2 separate regions of the Mus musculus genome follow, and region 2 is linked to region 1. A link is a contact called in public promoter capture Hi-C data. All regions are on one chromosome and are shown on one strand. Each heading gives the region's core, a stretch centred on a gene start, on an enhancer-like site or on the middle of the called end of the contact. The rest is flanking DNA. Distances are from core to core; before and after follow the strand shown.

Region 1 (4,069 bases), core at 871-3,370:
CTGGGATTACAGATCACCTTGCCTGTCTGGAGAGCAGGAGAGAAACATCTTCCTGTGGCCAGTCAGAGCCAACAAAAAGGTGATCAGCATATTACAATTCTTTCAAAGGCCATCTCTTATACAGACAAGGCAAAAGCAAACATGCAAGAAAAGAGAGGGGGAAATGGCCCAGTCAAGAAAAGTGCTTGCCTCTAAAATATGGAGGTCAGAGTTCAATCCCCAGCACTCATATAAAAAGCCGTCCTACCTGCCCCCCCCCACATAAGCACATACACACAGCATCAAAAGAAATAAATAAAACCTTTAAAAGAAGGTTGTGAGATAGCTTAGCAGACAAAGGTGTTTGCCCTGCAAACCTGGCAACCCAAATTCAATCTCTAAGACCAAACTGTAGGAGAGAACCAATTCCCACAAGTTGTCCTCCAGCATCTCCTGAAGTGATGTGATGTGACAATGCATGCCTGCCCTGGCCAATCAAGTACTCACTCGCACATGCAATAACAACAAATACATCCTTTAAAAAACAAAACAACAAACAAACAAACAAAAAACAAAGAAGGTTGGCAAGATGCCCGAGCAAGTAAAGATGCCCACTGCCAAGCCTGAAGATGACTCAGATTCCATCTCTACAACATACACGGTGGAAAAAAACAGAACTACCCCCCCAGAACTATCCTCTGACCTTTACACATGGGGTGTGACTCACATACACATATACACATGTGCACAGGTACACACTCTCACACACGTACACACACACATGCTTTAAATTTGAAAAAAAATGGGGGGGGGATATTGTAAGAGACAAAAAGAATGGATTAATGAAAGAAAAGGTGAAGAGCAAAGGAGCCAGTAGGGAAAAAAAATTAAAAAAGGAAAATGATTGTCCAAACTGTGGTGGTTTGGATGAAAATGCCCACCAAAACCTCGTATATCTGAATGCTTGGTCCCCACTTAGTAGAAGTGTTTGGGAAGGATTAGGAGGTGTGGCCTGGGATGGGCTTTGAGCTTTTAAAAGCTATACCATTCGCAGCTCTCTTGACCTCCTACATACAGATAAGATATTAACTTTCCTCTACTGTCCCAGCACCATGCCTGCTTGCCTGCTGCCATGCTCCTCACCAGACTCCAACCTTCTATAAATTACCTTGGTCATGGTGTCTCATCAATGAGAAAGCAACTAAAATACAAACTGATAAGAAAAGTAGAAGAATCTGTCAAGAGTACTTGGCATTGCCAGGAGTGGTGGCTTCTGCCTTTTATCTATGCCTTAGGAGGCTTGCCCCAAGTTTTGGACCTGCCTAGGCTACAGTGTGAGATGCTGTCTTTTTTATTTTTTATTTTTTAAAAAGGCATTAGCTTTTAATCTCAGAACTTGGAAGGCAGAGGCAGGCAGATCTCTGAGTTCAAGGGCAGCGTGGTCTACAGGACAGCCAGAGCTACATAGTTAGATCTGTCTCCAAAAAACAAAAACAAACAAACAAAGAACAAAACAACAACAAGTAAAAGTGCCATCATTCTTTCTATCTTTAAGGCAAGATTGCCCAGAAGGCCAGAAAATGCCACTAAGGCAAATGGTAGCTAACCAACAGATAATCAAAAACCCAGGTGACCTCTTCTCTTGATAACAGTCTCAGTCTCCCAGATTTGACCAATTCCTAGCCAGGGTAAACCTTCCTTGATAATGAGATTCCTTCTTCCTCTAGCCCGAGGTGACCCTCACCAATGAAGGAAGGGTACGAGAAGATGGGGGATGGGTGTGATTTATGTGACATTTATGGTCCTCCAGGACTGGAGTGCTATTTCAGAGTGCTGTGACAGGGCAAACAAAGTACTTCCAATCAGAACACTCCAGAAACCCTGCCCCAAGACTCCCAAGGAAGTGGCAGGGTCATTCTGACCCTATTGTCTTAAGCACTTGGAACGTGACTATGTCAGAAGTAGCTATCATTCCATCTCCTTTGCCTCACTGGAAATAGAAATGGGATATTCTGTGGGTCTGGTGTGCGACGGGGAAAAGTTCCTCCATAAGAGCATGAAGCCTTCCGGCCAGTATGGGACAATCTCTACAAGTCCCTAAGAGGGCAAGGGAAACCAACTAGGCTGTCCAACTCTGTCCTGCCAGGGGACTTCTGAAACACAGTTTAAACTGTGGGTGTAGCCGAGTAACTAAAAACTAAACTGAATATCTCTACTGGGCAGCTAAACATGAGACAAAAATTGCAACAGTTACCAAACATAATAACTGTTATTAACAGACCCTGGCAGTCCCAATAAAAGTTGGTCCTTAAAGCTTTTAAAACACAGGAAGTAGCTGGAACACCCCTGCTCCATGGTTGACCAAAACATATTCCTGAACCAAGAGACTTCCAAACCATAATGAGGGGCAAGTAAGCCATTCAATGTTAACGCTGGTCCAAGCACAGTTAAAGCTCAAAGGTGAATCTGGTTACAAACACCAGTGTGAGCAATGAGTGCACAAGAGCGTTCCAGTCCACAGTCTCATTCCTGAGAAAAAGCACCTCTCTCTCCTCACTTACAAGCAAAAAGAGACTGTATGCCAAACTCCCTGAAAGGAAGCAAAATAATTCACCCAAGTTCTTCACAGGGAAGAGCCATGCTTTTCTCTGTACTTAATTTTTTTTTTCAAAATAAATAATTACAAATGTAAATTTAAAAATTATATTTATGTATGTAACCATTTTATTTTATTTTATTTTATTTTTAAAGATTTATTTATTTATTATATGTAAGTACACTGTAGCTGTCTTCAGACACTCCAGAAGAGGGCGTCAGATCTTGTTACAGATGGTTGTGAGCCACCATGTGGTTGCTGGGATTTGAACTTCAGACCTTCGGAAGAGCAGTCGGGTGCTCTTACCCACTGAGCCATCTCACCAGCCCCTGTATGTAACCATTTGTGTGTGTGTGTGTGTGTGTGTGTGTGTGTGTGTGTGTGTGTGTGTGTGCGTGCACATGTGTGTATGTACATGCATCATGTTGGATATGTGGGAGAAGACAGAGGACAATTTACAGGAGTTCTTGATCCTTCTAACATGTGGGTCCCAGGAACTGAACCCCAAGCATTTTAACCCCCTAAGCCACCTCACCAGCCTACAAAAATTACCTTTCTTTCAAAAACATGCTTGAGGCTAAAGAGACGGTTCAATAGTTAAGAATACTGACTGCTTTTCCAGAAGACCCAGGTTCAATTCCCAGCACCCCCGTGGTAGCTCACAACTGTCTGTAACTCCAGTTTCAGGCGATCTGATGTCTACACATAGACAAACATGCAACACACCCCTACTAGCCAGCTGGGTGTGCCTCAGTTTCCTTACCTCTATAAGGACATTTTAACAATAATTGTCTTTCAAAGTTGCCATGAATGCTGGGCAGTGGTGGCACATGCCTTTAATCCCAGCACTTGGGAGGCAGAGGCAGGCAGATTTCTGAGTTTGAGGCCAGCCTGGTCTACAAAGTGTGTTCCAGGACAGCCAGGGCTACACAGAGAAACCATGTCTCAAAAAACAAAAACAAAACAAAAAAAGTTGCCATGGGGCTTCCTTTAGCTATTGTTGGAAAGTCTTTATAACAAGGCCTGGTTCTTTGCAGATACTCAATATACACACTCTACTTCTTATGAAGCGGTTGCTATGACTACTGGGCTCTGAGCCTCAGTGGCTCACTATTAAGTTCATTGTCTGAGCTTCACTTGAGAAACCTTGCTTTCTAACAGGTGACCGTCAACTGTCAGTGACGAGAGGATGAGTATGAAGGACTGAATCAAGTTCAACATCACAGATCCAAAAGTTGGGAGTTTGTCTGGGACACCCACAGGTCACACTATACAATTGTTCCCGCTTTAGCAACAAGATGCAACAAACAAACAAACAAACAAACAAACAAACATATTACAAGCAAATCAAAGCACTGGGCTTATTACTCAACCCATTGTGCTAGAGACTGTTTATTTATTCGGCAAGTTATTTCTTAAGTGCTAAGCTCAGAGGTAAGATATATCCCTGGAACAATTACAACAGCAGAAGAGACCAAGTCAGATGTTAGAGAG
Region 2 (3,698 bases), core at 778-3,277, 430 kb before region 1:
CTAAATGAAATTGCCAAATACTGGGGAAGACAAAGTCCAAACTGGACATCTCCCATCACCAAATGAATCTTCCAGTACCAGGAATGAGTTACACCCAATAGAGCTGTTGGCCAAAAGGGTCTCAAGGGAACAACACCCAAACAATCCAGGGTATTGCCAAGGCTCTCCACAAGTCAACAATAAGATCCCACTGCTGATGACAAAACTTACACAATTCATTAAACATGGAAAAGTCGAGCTGATGCCTACCTAGAACCTGCACAGATCTGCACCAGATGGAGTCCTAGAGCTGAGAGAAGTGGACACATGCCCCCACCTCTGGGATGTAGTATTTGAAGTACTGGAAGGTACTCTGCATGCTACCAAAGGAGAAGGATATACACCAGCAAACCCTTCTCTCTACAAGAGTGACCTGCCTGCAAGATAGGCTAGTGAATTAGTGGCACAAAGCTTGTGGGTGTAACAAACAAAGACCTGATTTAAGGTCCATGCCGTAAGATGGAACTCATACCCAACATGGCTTGTGACCAAGACTGACACTAGATAGACCTAGGGTCAACCAAATCTTACTGTCCTGCTAAAGGAATGTAGCAATAAAATAACTCCTAATGACATCCTGCGACACTCATTGATCCAAAGCTGATGACGAAAGCACTTGTTAACAGAGAGCTTATAAACTGCCAGTTCTTTATTGTAGTCTCTAGTCCCAGCACCCAGCAGGCAGAGCCACGGGGATTACCATAAGTTTTGGACTATTTGATCTACATACTAAGTTCCAGACCAGCAAGGACTTCACAGTGAAACCCTGTGTGAAACCAAACGTGAGAGAGTCAGGGAGATTGTTCAGTGAGTAGAGTGCATAGCCAACCATGACAGCCTGTGTCCAATCCCTAGGACCCTCATGGTAGAAGAAAAGAATCAACTCCCACAACAGCTGACATTCACAAGCATACTTTGGCACATTCATATTTGTATACACATGCCCTCCCCTCTTCTCTTTCTCTCACTCTCTCTGTCTAAATATTTTTTAAAATATGGAAATACAAATGGAGAGAAATTAAGTAACTTCCCATGATCGATGATGGCACAAATGTTTAGAGAGGCCAGATGACCATCTCCAAACAGCGAGGTCAGGGTCACCTTTATTATGTATGTATGTATGTATGTATGTATGTATGTGAGAGAAAGGGAGGGAGAAGGGAGGGAGAGAGAGGGAGAAGGAGAGAGGAGTAAAGTCATCAGCTAGTCTGTGCCATGGTGCACTTGAGGATGTCAGAGCACAACCTCTCACAGGGAACTGCATCTTCCTGCAGAGCAAACTGGATAGTGTCTTGGGGATCATGGGGAGCCGTGAGGTCCCTTGGTGTGCTCATGCTCGTGCATGCATGCACACACACACACACACACACATATACACACACTGAGTATGCACTATATACACACATATTAGCACACGTGGGGAGGATGGACAAAGCCCCAGAGAAGAAAACACTGGAATCATGAAGATTTGGAAGTACTGTAAGAGGCCTGTGACTTCTCTCCCAACATTGTACAAATGAGTAGTGTACATATGGAGTAAGAGTTCATCTTTGTGACCTGAGACCTAGTTCAAATTCCAGGTGGGTGGTTTACTTATTGCACAACTTTGGCACTGGTTCTTCACTGACACCATGAAGAATTCATCCTACCTCCCAGGGCAAAGGCTGGATACAAAGGAAGGTCCCAGTGTGCCTCACGTGTGGAGACCAAGTTCTCAGGATCCTTCATAACATACTGCACTCCTCAGGAGCCTGGGCTGGGGGTGAGAGGCTGGGGGCTGTGGGGACACTGGTGAGAAGCACGGCACAGACAAGACCACCGTCAGAGCAGAAGCAGGGGAGAGGGATACTCCTTTCAGCTCACTGTGATGTGACTAGCTTGCCTCCTTGGTGGCAGGACGGGTCCAGAATTTCACAGTGGAAACACCACCTGGACACAGGACACACCCCTCAGAGGGATCCTTTAAGCCTGGAAGCTGAGTCATGCCAGAGTTGCCTGGCACCTGATACAATATACACCCTTTGCCCAACGACACTGGCAGGAAACAGCAGGGCCTCATGCAATACTCTGGCAGAGTCTGTAAATACCAGCACTTTGAGGAGGAGAAAGGAGTGTGGACAAGAGTCTGAAGATTGGGCCTATAGGGAAGAGCCAGCCCAGCCTACAGCGCTGTCCCAGGACAGAGGTGAGTCAAGAGTTTAGTCCCAGGCCAGCCAGAGAACTGACAGAACATACCAAAGGTAATGGCAGTAAAGTGGCGGGCATCCTTAATGGCTCTCAGTTCTGCCCTTGGTTCTCTTGTTGTTTACAGTTGTTTACAGGGGGAAACTGGTGACCACAATAACAAAAATGTAAGGAGTTACTTGCCCCACCTGTTAAAAGGTTAAGAGAGAGGGGGGATTAGCAATGTGGGCTGAGGGCTTGGGTGTTGAAGGAGGTGCAAGGAACCTCGATGAGGGCTGGCATTGAGTAAGACAGAGGAAGTCATGGTGACATCTGAGGAAAGGGTGTCCAGGCAGAGGCAGAGTCCTGGCAAAGGCTGACCAGGAGAGTTGGGGAGCAGCCAGGAGGCAAGGGCGTCTGGCACAGAGGAAGCCAGAGGCAAGACGAGGAGGCAGCTAGGAAGCCTCACAGGAAGGCAGGCAGACAAAGGGCTCCTTGTATACACCAGGCCTCTTGTCAGTACCCCAGACGCCCTCTTCAGAAGCCTGCCAGGGGCTGTGACCTTACAAGGGTACCCCCTTCCTCAGTCCTGTCCTTACTGTACCCTTACTGTATCCTCAGGCTCAGGGGATGAAGGAAAAGAGAACAGGTGACAGGCAGCAGGGAAAGTTGACGGCCAGGCTCTGGGACCACGGAGACAGAGCCACCTCCCTAGCACTGAGTGCTGGGAACAAAGTGCATGAGGGGTGGCCAGTTCTCACAGGAATGCTGATGTCGGGAGGGTTGAGCTACTGTGAGGTCTCTGCAAGCTGGAGCTCACTAGGAACACTGGGGAGTTGAGCCTCAGCCCGAAGAAACAAGAGGGGCAGAAGTCGGGAGGAAAGCATGCAGGCTAGCTGGTGGGAAGCAAGTTTGTGGGCGTGCTAGGACTCCTTTCTACAAGCTAACTCCCTTCTGCACAGTTACAATGACAAGCAAGAAAAGAAAGATGAGACACTGAGCCAGGTAAGAGGGGAAGGTGGCAGAGTGGTGGCCAAGGAGATGGCAAGGAACAGATAGGGCTAAGGGGACTCAAAGAAGGTGGATGGATGAGTCTAGTTGTTCATTCACTGAGGGGAGTGGGGACTTCTAAAAGGCCAAGGGTTTGTTGTGAAGGAAGCAGGCCACATCTTGGCTATGGGGGACACAGGAGTCCAGAGAGAAAGCACTTCACAGGAAGAGAGCAAGCTTTCTCCTCCTCTTCCTTCTTCCTACAGGCTTCCTCTCCTTCATTCTCTTCTCCTACACTATGGGAATTAAACCCAGGGCCTTTTGTAGACTAGGCAAGCACTCTCCAGGTATCTACTACTGTTTTGAAACACAGTCTCACTGAATTACCCAGCCTGTCTGGAACTAGTTCTGTACTCCAGGTAGATCTTATGATCCTCCTACCTCTGCCTGCCAAGTATATGGGATGACAGACCTATACCATCAAGCCTCATGCCACAGTGTTCAAA

What was found. Promoter capture Hi-C pulls out the DNA fragments that hold promoters and counts their contacts.
Region 2: a promoter capture Hi-C map of liver shows a contact between it and region 1, with 2.6 times the contacts expected there. The contact joins the promoter of Acox2 here to the enhancer-like site in region 1. A contact is called at or near these places in 8 of 39 promoter capture datasets (the C10 cell line, cranial neural crest, liver and 3 more).

Annotation. Positions count from the first base shown.
Region 1 is chr14:7,827,757-7,831,825 of GRCm38.p6, reverse strand. The region is part of intron 1 of Flnb (filamin, beta); the gene reads right to left. Among named protein-coding and RNA genes, the nearest start is that of Flnb, 12 kb to the right of the region's middle. Within about 2 kb of position 2,120, at least 18 of the 459 cell types and tissues checked have an H3K27ac peak or open chromatin away from gene starts, as enhancers often do. A contact at or near this core is called in liver, where this site is marked.
Region 2 is chr14:8,257,348-8,261,045 of GRCm38.p6, reverse strand. It overlaps Acox2 (acyl-Coenzyme A oxidase 2, branched chain), which reads left to right and starts at 2,027. Exons shown (of 15, transcript NM_053115.2): 1 at 2,027-2,224.